Linked DNA regions of Zea mays: region 1 is linked to region 2. Evidence: chromatin contacts called from public Hi-C data. All regions are on one chromosome and are shown on one strand. Each heading gives the region's core, a stretch centred on a gene start, on an enhancer-like site or on the middle of the called end of the contact. The rest is flanking DNA. Distances are from core to core; before and after follow the strand shown. Region 1 holds the start of LOC100281622. Region 2 has its middle 41 kb from the start of LOC103647030.

Region 1 (5,241 bases), core at 132-2,631, 160 kb after region 2:
ATTAATTTACTACTTTAAAATATGATTTTTAAATTGTTTTTGCCTAGTGTTGGAGAAAAAACACTCGGCAAAGGGTTTTTTGCCGAGTGTTGCCGAGTGTCGAAAAAAGGCACTCGGCAAAGAAACTCTTTGCCGAGCGTCAAAAATAAAACACTCGGCAAAGAGCTTCTTCGCCGAGTGTTTTCTTTTACCAAGGGTTTTTTGCGTGGTACTCGGCAAAATAGCTTCTTTGTCGAGTGCCCGAAAAAAAAACACTTGGCAAAGAATATGGCACTCGGTAAAGAGCCAAATTCCGATAGTAACTCGATCTATATTAATAATGATGATGAATCTCGATATATATATATATATATATATATATATATATATATATATATATATATATATATATATATATAACAAGTACATTAATTATTATATAAATATTCATTGAAAATGAATTTTGATTTGGGACCCAGAGAGTAATATACCGTATACACAGAGTTTTAAGTTTCTGCCGACAAGAGTTAATAAGCCATGACAATGACAGGATGCTGCACGATCCAACCGGCAACACAAGAGGTCGTTGGGACGCACCGTCCAAATGATGTGGCGCCACCTTAATGGCCCCAGGGCTCCTCCAGGCTCCAGTGGTGTGTGGATAAGAATGTAAAGAAGCTTCCAATTGGTAACACCTTATTCATCTCTAGCTTTCATAACCCCACTCCGCTAAAACTTTTAGTTAGCGACATCGCACGAAGGAGAACACTAACTTAATTTTGAAGATACGGTAGTAAATGTTTTTACGAGACTTAGTATAGACACATTTGTACAATACTCATGAACATGCTATACTGGGAGCCTGATGGCACACAAAGTATATGTATATTTTTTTTTAAAAAAAACTACACATACATGACAACATCTACTCATATAATATCGTTTTCAAATATCCAGCTTCAAAACACATAAAAGGTACTCCCTCTATACCAAATTAGTAGCCGTTTTAATGAATGTCAATAATGAATCTAGATACATATACCAAACATATAGATCAATTATTAAATAAATTTGTTAAAAGACTAAAACGACCTCTATTTTTGAATATAGGGAGTAATTAATAGGCAACAGAGTTTAAAAATGGTTCACATAAAACAACATGCTTAAACGCTATATATGTTTTTTTTTGGCAGCTAGTAGACTGGTAGAGGGAACGATGTGAGGTAGGTATATACATGCATGCCATACTATATCCATCTCTGCTTCCGTGACTTGAGTTAATACTATCGTTATCCTACTCACATGTTTAGTCATGCTAATCCCACCGTCCACCGTGCAATGGCGCGTGGAATCGCGTATAAAATCCCCCCCCCCCCCCCCCCCCCCCCCCAAGCTATAGCTAGCCAGCCATCCTACTGTCACACACACACACACACACAGACAAGTGGTTTCCAAAGCCAAGTGTGTGTACTAGCAACCAGCTAGCTCGGGCGGCAGCAGGCAGCCATCATGTCGGAGGAGAAGCACCACCACTTCTTCAACCACCACAAGAAGGACGAGGAGCAGCCCGCCGGCGAGTACGGGTACTCCGAGACCGAGGTGGTCACCGCCACCGGCGAGGGCGAGTACGAGAGGTACAAGAAGGAGGAGAAGGAGCACAAGCACAAGCAGCACCTCGGCGAGGCCGGCGCCATCGCCGCCGGCGCCTTCGCACTCGTACGTTCAAATACATCACATATATAACTTGCTCGTCGCCGTCGACGACGTACCTAGCTACCTGCCACCGATGCTTCTTAATTGTGCTTGTTCTTCGTGCTGACCTTCCATGGGTGCTTTATTTCCTCCCGTACAGTACGAGAAGCACGAGGCGAAGAAGGACCCCGAGCACGCGCACAGGCACAAGATCACGGAGGAGGTCGCTGCCGCGGCGGCCGTCGGCGCCGGCGGCTACGTATTCCACGAGCACCACGAGAAGAAGAAGGACCACAAGGACGCCGAGGAGGCCAGCGGCGAGAAGAAGCACCACCACCTCTTCGGCTGACCGTAGTACCGGCCGGCGCGCGACCGAGCTAGCTAGCTCCGGCGCACACAACCACACACCTGTTTAATTCTGTACTGCATGCGTGTGTAATTTGATGGTTCACAATAATGAGTCCCTCTCCGGACCTTGGTAGCTGCTTGCTTGTGGTGAGTGAGAGTGTGAGACTGAGGGAGAAGAGGTGGTGGGCGTGGGGCTACGTCGAGAGAGGCGTGTTCCTGTAATCCTGTACTCGCTTCGTTTTCTCTGCATGCGTCTATAATTGTGTTCAATAATAAGTGAGAGCGGTGTGATGTGTGGCTCCCCTTGTCAGGCTCATGTTTATCCGTATTGAATCCTGGCACCATGCATGACTGAGGATCTGGATGTCTATGAAGCACCGTGTATCTATCATCACTTTTGCAAAAAAAAATATTCTTATATTTCTTGAAGTAGCATGTCATGATTCATGAATCGAGATTTTCTTAATCTATGAAGTAGAAACTAAGATATTGTTTGGTTCATATATTTGTAACACGATTGATAACTAATAATATTAAACTATGTTTGTTTAAATTCAACTGTAATCATATACCGCGATAGAAACTTATACTTACCTATTAAAACTTATTACCGCTAGTATTCGTTGCCATTTGCATTACATCTCCTTGAACCAAACAACGCCTACTAGGAGTAGCTTCTATCTCAGCTAGGTCCCTTTATCCGTGACACCACTTAGGCCTTGTTCGTTTATGTTGGATTGCACCCGGAATCGTTCCAGCTAATCAAAGTTTATATAAATTAGAGAAGCAATCCGACTAGAAATCGTTCCGACCCACCAATCCGACACAAACAAACAAGGCCTTAGGATACTTTGTTTTGTGATTTGGGATTAATTGAGCTGTTCGAATGGGGATAATCAGAGTGGACGGGATTAAATAGTGGAATGTTATGAATGTTTTCAAGCCCCTTTTTCCATGAATCCGTGTGCAGTAGTTTATTGGGTGACGTGATTTGCCAAGTTAAGGGCATGTACAGTGGAGAGACACCAAAACAGTTCTCCAAGCACAAGAGACAACTAAGAGACTCTATTATACAATTGAGTGTTTATATATGTAGTTTATTAATAAATACAAAATTAAATGCATTTGTACAGCAGCAGATCGATAGAACGGACGACAAATTCGTACAGTAGGAAGTGATGCGTCTGTTACTACTTGGTTTACGAGCCAGAGGCGTCTCTTCACGGAGAGACGGCTCTAAGGTTTTTTTGCAAATACACCCCTTAAACACCTTAAGAGCCTCCATATTAAACACTACTGTACATGTCCTAATGGCAGAATGCCAGTAGAGTTCCGAAATGTTGACCTGTGCGCCTGGTGTTGTTGGGATTCAACCCAACTGATTCGGATGATTTTTTTTATTCGGTCTTTTTACACATTTTTTTATGTTTAGTCAACTGAGCATGAATTTTTCTTGTTTTTAACAAGGGCATGTGTTTTTCATTCTAAATACATTCCAAAAACATGTTGGTGTTTATGACCCTACTATGCACCACGGGGTTCCTGTGATGCTTTCGAGCAGGACGGCATCGTTGATTGCGACTCGATGGTACGTGCGGATGCACGTCGGATCACAGACATGGGTTTATACATATTCGGGCCACTAGAATGCGTAACATGAATTTTTCTTGTTTTGAACAAGTAAGGGCATGTTTTTTCATTGTAAATACTTTCAAAAAACATGTTGGCGTTTATGACCTGACTACGCACCACGGGGTTCCTCACATGATGCTTTTTAGCAGGACGACAACGTTGATTGCGACTCAATGATACGTACGGATGCACGTCGGATTACAGACAAGGGTTTATACATGGCGGGGCTGAGTATTTGAGTGTCACTGGTGTACACTGATTACACATGAGCTGTGGGCGGTGGAGGGTGAGTTCTCCTGTTGATCTAGTGTTGGCGTGGTTGCTGTGAGAGTTAATGAGCTATGAGGTGGTGATATGATGTGACGAGCTGAGCTAAGATTAGATATGAGATGATCTGAGATGATATGAGCCAAGCCCCGATCGTAGGGGCACTCCCTCGGCCTTATATAGATGACCAGAGGGTTATCCCTATAAGGAAAATGGACCCCGGGCCATTTGGCTTAATAGATTTTGGTGTTTGATGATCAACATAATTTGTGGACTAATGTGTTTGCTAGTGTTTGTGTTTGTAGTTCACAGGATGCTAAAGGTACTTGGACCAAGGCATTGAGGAAAGCAACATCTCAAAAGAAGACATTAAGAAGATCAAGTAAAGTCCAAGAAGAGAAGAAGTGTTGCCACAGGCGGACTATCCGGACAGGAGCACCAGACTGTCCGGTGCCACATGCCGGACTGTCCGGTGCACCAGGAACTGTAGCCCTAACGGCTAGTTCCATGTGGCACCGAGGAGGGAAGACCACCGGACTGTCCGGTGTGAAGTCCAGACTGTTCTATGTGTAAAGCCTGCCTGACAACGGTCACCTGCTCTGACAACCCTAACGGCTAGGTGCACCGGACAAGGGCACCGGACGGTCCGGCGACCCCACCGGACTGTCCGGTGCACCACAGAAAGGAGCAGCTTTCCTCCAACGGCTACAATTGTGTTGGGGAGCTATAAATACACCCCCAACCGACCATTCCAAGGTGTGGGATCCCAAGAGACATACCAAGGCTCATAGTTCACATTTCCAAGAGCTCATACACCTAAGTGCTTAATAGAATCACTCGGTGATTAGTGTAGGTGCTTTGCGAAGTGCTTAGGTTAGTTAGACCACTCTAGAGCTTGCTCTAGGTGAATCCTAGTTAGTTGAGTGAGTTTAGATAAATCACACAACCCCTCGACTCTTGCATGAGTCATTGTAATTGTACCGAGTGGGGCAAGAGTCTTGCAAGACCGTGACAACCGCGTTTGTGTCACGGCCGCCACAGTGTACCGGAGGGAACGAGGCCCACGGCGTTTTCGTCCGGAAGCTCGATAGTGGAGATGGTGGGGAGTGTCCGAGAGGAGCCAAAAGAGGAGCACCATTTGCACGTGGAGAAGGCACGCGACTCTCTACGGAGTTACTCGACCGAGGTGCTTGGCCCTCACGTGGGCTTCCCTTTGCATAGGGGCACCAACAAGGATTAGTCGGGACCTTGCGTGGTTTCGGATACCTCGGTAAAAATACCGGTGTCATCCACGAGAGTTTGCATCTCTACCTTGCTCTTTAA
Region 2 (4,949 bases), core at 1,516-4,015:
TAACTCCAAAAATTATGATTCCTGTTCCTAGGATTTTATTTTTATGCGTAGATTATTATTATGTATTTTGTTTACATGTTTGGTGTGATGTTAATTTTCTCTATATACTGTGCTTGTTTGTATTGTGGCGAGTACAAGAGCCTGTGACCGAGGATCCTATTGACCAGCAAATAGAATGTGCTGAGCAGGAGCTCATTGAAGGCAAGTTGTGCCCTTGACCACTTTTGTTCCCCAATAATGTTCTTTATAATCATTTACCATGCATAGGTTTAATTTTGATGGGACCCAATAGGTCACCCTAGATTGTTTATCACTTTATCTTGTTATCCCTGAATCACATGGGTAGTTTTGCTATTGCTTTACATGGTGTTGGGATAATATTTTATTATATCCATGTTCCAGTTATTTTGTTATTATATTTATGTTCATGTCAAGATCATTAATGTTAATTGGAACATGGAGCTTAACTTGAGAAACATGTGCCACCACAAGGGTTTAATGGGACGCCCTTGGCTGACTAATTAGGAAAGCTAGTGGAAGACTACCTTACCCGAAAGGGGCAAGGGCAGTAGGGGGGTTGCATGCAAGGAGGTTCTCGGGTTGATTTGCTGCGATGGTGGTCAGACGGGGGATTCTTGCAAGTGCGCTTCCCATAAACTGTAGCGGGTTATCGAAAGCTAGTGAAACTTTGTAAAGGCCTCGTAGTGTTGCCCTGCCTCGCTTCCTTGGTAGAGGTGTATGGGAGTCGCGACCCCTTGGCAGATGGGTAACATGACTTGTTGGTACAGGGTACAACCTCTGCAAAGTGTAAAACTGGTATACTAGCCGTGCTCGCGGTTATGAGCAGCTCAGGACTCTCTGATGATTAATTTATGGAACTTAAATTCAATTTGTCATTTGCATTGCATGGGATTATTTATTAATTTTGTTCTATTACTTTATTTAAGATTTGGTATTTACTTACATTTAGTAACTGCTAATAAAACTTTGACCAACTACTTAAAAGCAATGTTCAGCTTTAACCCTGTTGTTGATTAGCCTTACACATCACATGAACTCCCACCTTTGGTGAGTCCATGCCACTGGTTTCCCCATAACTTGTTGAGCTATGATCATGTGTGAGCTCACCCTTGCTGTCTCTCACCCCCCACAGGAGAAGAACAGGTGGTTCAGGAGGAGCCACAAAGCGAGGAGTTTGATCTGATCTAGGTAGTGTTTCCCCAGTTGACTTTTGCACCAAGGATGATTCTTAGTTCGTTTTATATTTATCTTTTATTTTGTAATAAGACTTCCGCTATGTAATAATTACTCTGATGTTATTGTGACATTTATGTCTATACACTATGTTATTATATATGTTGTCTTCTTGGCGCATGTATGAGATGCACCCGACTTTGTCCCTTAAAACCGGGTGTGACACCCTCCACTGGTGATTTTTCCGAGTCTCTATCATTTTTCTTGAACTTGGATTTTCGGGCTAGCCACGGGTCAACTGTGATGTTATTCGACCTTCACACCCGTCTCGTGTGCTATGAACTTACTGTGACCGCTTGTTGGTAAACCTCATTCTGTGTGTTTACCCAAGAGGTTGCATCTGATTATGTTTGGGTAAAGTCGCATATTTACCGCTCGCCCAATAGACTCAAATAGTACAATGTCATCAGAAAAAGCAAACTGCACACATGGAACCTTATGTGTTCTTCTGGCAGGCATCGCCTCTATTGTTGGACATCTGTAAATTAGCTTAAGGCAATACATGTTATGTCCACTAGAGAAACGACATCCTGAGACACTCATTTTGCTTAGAGCTGTCTTATGATTATCGCTGATATGGACATGGGTTACATGCTTCTCTACTCTTAAGAGTCTTTCGCTCCGAATCTCGGGACGAGATACTTTTAAGGGGGAGGGCTGTAACACCACAGGTGTTTACTGTCTACTCGACAACGAGTATTGATTTAAACACGTAATATCAGTGGATAAAACAGATGCTAAATTTTAATCATCTTCGCCTATCGCGATTTTAATATCGCATCTGTTTTGTTTGTCGCGAGTGCGACATCGTTTTTATTTTTATCTATCCGGGCTCTTCCTAAATTTTCTTGATGTTTGGAACATAGTTGTTTCGAAAATCGGTGCGTCCGGTGATTATTAAAAATTCATCGCTCGCGCAAATACAAACTTGGAAGCTCGATCCACCGTTGCGATCCGTGTCCCAAATAAATTTATTATAACTCAATGACTAAAATACTCGGTGCAAAATAATTAGGATCGCAATATCGATGCCGCATCGATATCGCGCGTTTATTTCGCGATATGTCGTGTTGTGTGTCTGAATAAAAGTCATACAGAGAATACGAATTCGGAAGCCTGACCTACTCGTATAAATTTTATCCCCAAGCAAATTTATTTAGAACTCGATGAAGGAAGTTTTCGGAGCAAATTATCAGTGCTGAAATCAGTTTATTTCGGTCTATAGTTTCTCGTCTGGATCCAAATCTTCGAATAAACAATTGTTAAATAATTAGGTTCGCTAAATTCGGAGAATGAAATGTGTATTTGTGTAGCGTGTCGGCCCAGTGTACAGTGCTAAAAATCGTGATCTCAAAATATCTATGAATTTTTAAAAAGAAATTAAATAAAAAAAGATCTTCAACATTTATCTGCCGCCGCCCTCCAGATATTTGTTTCTGGCTGGCTGGTCTTATCCTGTCGTCCCCTACTCAAGATTTTTTTTCCACGCCGCTGTCTTCTTCTCCCAGCCGAATTCTCCCTCTCCCTGGTCACTTCCCCGCGCGCGCCAAGCTCCAGCTCGTCCCTCCGCGCGGCTCTCTGATGCCCAGCGACGGCCGCAGTTTCTTTCCCGCGAGCTCCCTCCTCCAGCGCGCTCATCTCCCTCAAGCTCCTGCACGCAGCCATGGCACGCCTGCTTCCTGGCTCGCCTGCGCGCGCGTCAGCTCCCCTCTGCTCGTCGCGCGCCTGCTCCATCCATGGTCGGCTCCTTGCGTCGGTCTCCCCTGCAAACTCTCTGGCGCGCATCTCCCTGGCACGCCTGGCTCGCCCGTCCGCGCTCCACCTCGTCAATGGCCGCCAGTTGAATCTCTCTGTCCCTGCTCGGATGGCGCACGCCCCTCCCTCTCGGCTCCTTCCTCTTACTTCCCATGGGCACCTTCCTCGCGGGGTTCACGCAGCTCGTCGAGTGGTGGACGAAGCGCGCCACCGCCTGAGCCGAATCGAGCTGCAGAAACCACCTTGCCATGGCGACACAGTCCGGCCGTCGTGTGCCCCTGTAGCGCGCCCTCGTCTTCTCCCCAGCGTCCGGCCGTAGCCCAGCTCGGAGTTTCCTCCATCCATCTCCAGCTCGTCGAATCCCCTTGCTTCTCCCTCCCTATCCTCTGCTCGCGCGCTGCTCCAGTCGGCCACGCGCCGAGCTCCCTCGTCGCGGCTTCCTGCTTCCTCGTCAGCGCGCCTCTCCCATGGCGCTTGCCCAGTCTGGCCACCGTTGAGTTCCCTGGTGCCCCCCTCAGCTCACTTGCCACACTCGCCTCGGCTCCCAGTTCGGCACACGATTTTGGAGCTCTGCGCGAATGGCAAGCGATCTGGTGCTCTGCGGCAAGCGCTTCGTGTGGGTGTTGTGGTTCCCAAACCGCGTGATGTGCTGGCTCGATGCCTAGACCCCAGCCTCCGTCCTGCTCGTCTGCCTCGGCAGCAAGTACTTCGTGTCGAAGCAGCGGCAACAACGCCCTCCTTTGCGTCGTGCTCACCAGATCGGGCCACGCGTCGTCGATCTGTGCAATTCCTATTCGGCTATCGGTTTCGCCGGTTGTCGATTTCCTATTCGCCATGGTTATCCCGTCGGCTGTTCCAATCCGAGCTAGCCCAGCTCGCCAGCCGTCGCGCCCTCTTTACCCGTTGAGCCGTGTGTTGCCGCGTTCACCTCATTGTGTCGTCGTGGACTTGTCGGCGTACTGCTGTGGTACCTGGATCATGCTTGCCTCAACTCGAACGAGTCGTACTGCCATCATCTTCGTCAAATGGAAATCGTTGCGCTGGCACGTCGATATCGTCGATCGCCATCCTCGTCTACGCCAACTCCCAAGCCGTGAAGACGCTCTTTTGCTGGCCACGCGTCACCAGCTCAACAAAAGGAATCCCATGGATATCGGGTCAAGAATAGAAATTGTGTGCTTCATCAAAGACGTCAACCGGAAACCGTCGTCGTGCTTCCGACTATCCCGTCGAATTAGTCAGGGTAAGCAAATTGGTTATTCGTGCTAGTGGATTGATGAATGGTTTGACTAGGTATATTAATCATGATAATTCTGTGGTGAGTCGGATTGCTAATTCGGTTATTAGTTCAAGGAAGGGAACTGTAGGTATACTATTTATTAGAATGCCCAAGTCATCTACAGTGATTTGGTCGATGTCGTGTGGAGAAAGAGGTCGCAATAGGTCCCAGTGCTTGTGGGATTGTGGGTGTTAAAAATGTGATACAAAGGTTAACCGGGAAATTAGTTTAGAAAGTTAATGAAAGTTCTTCTATCAAAATTTTATAAGTGTTAGGTGTCCAAGAATTGTGAAGTTAAAGTTATAAGTCGTTTAGTGTGCTCTCTAAACTAGGTATGATATTCTATGTGTGCTAGTCGATTTCATGATTTGAATGGATGTTGATTGCTACTTCGAATATTTAGGATCAAGTAACATCGATATATTGTAACTAAAAATGATAGTGTGTGTCTATAATTTATTATTTTATGACTATTCCGCTTAGTCATATATCGATAACTAGTGTTTCCGTATGAAATTGTACAACGTCTCGCCGCTAGGTGTTTAATTCGCTATCGCGTAGCACTATTTAGGTTTGAAATATTCTTGTCTATATGCATTCATGTGCATAATGCATTTCATTCAGGTACGTGAATTAACCACATAATGCAGAGAACCTGAGC

What was found. Hi-C and Micro-C count contacts between places; a contact is called where the count stands out from the background.
Region 1: a Hi-C map of leaf shows a contact between it and region 2, with 2.9 times the contacts expected there. The contact joins the promoter of LOC100281622 here to the enhancer-like site in region 2. A contact is called at or near these places in 4 of 25 Hi-C or Micro-C datasets (ear, leaf and tassel).

What each region holds. Positions count from the first base shown.
Region 1 is chr2:143,203,102-143,208,342 of Zm-B73-REFERENCE-NAM-5.0, forward strand. LOC100281622 reads left to right here and starts at 1,382. Exons shown (of 2, transcript NM_001291690.2): 1 at 1,382-1,695; 2 at 1,832-2,329. The coding sequence starts at 1,489. The coding sequence ends at 2,020.
Region 2 is chr2:143,038,771-143,043,719 of Zm-B73-REFERENCE-NAM-5.0, forward strand. No RefSeq gene overlaps it. Among protein-coding and RNA genes, the nearest start is that of LOC103647030, 41 kb to the left of the region's middle. Within about 2 kb of position 2,766, at least 8 of the 20 cell types and tissues checked have an H3K27ac peak or open chromatin away from gene starts, as enhancers often do. A contact at or near this core is called in ear and leaf, where this site is marked.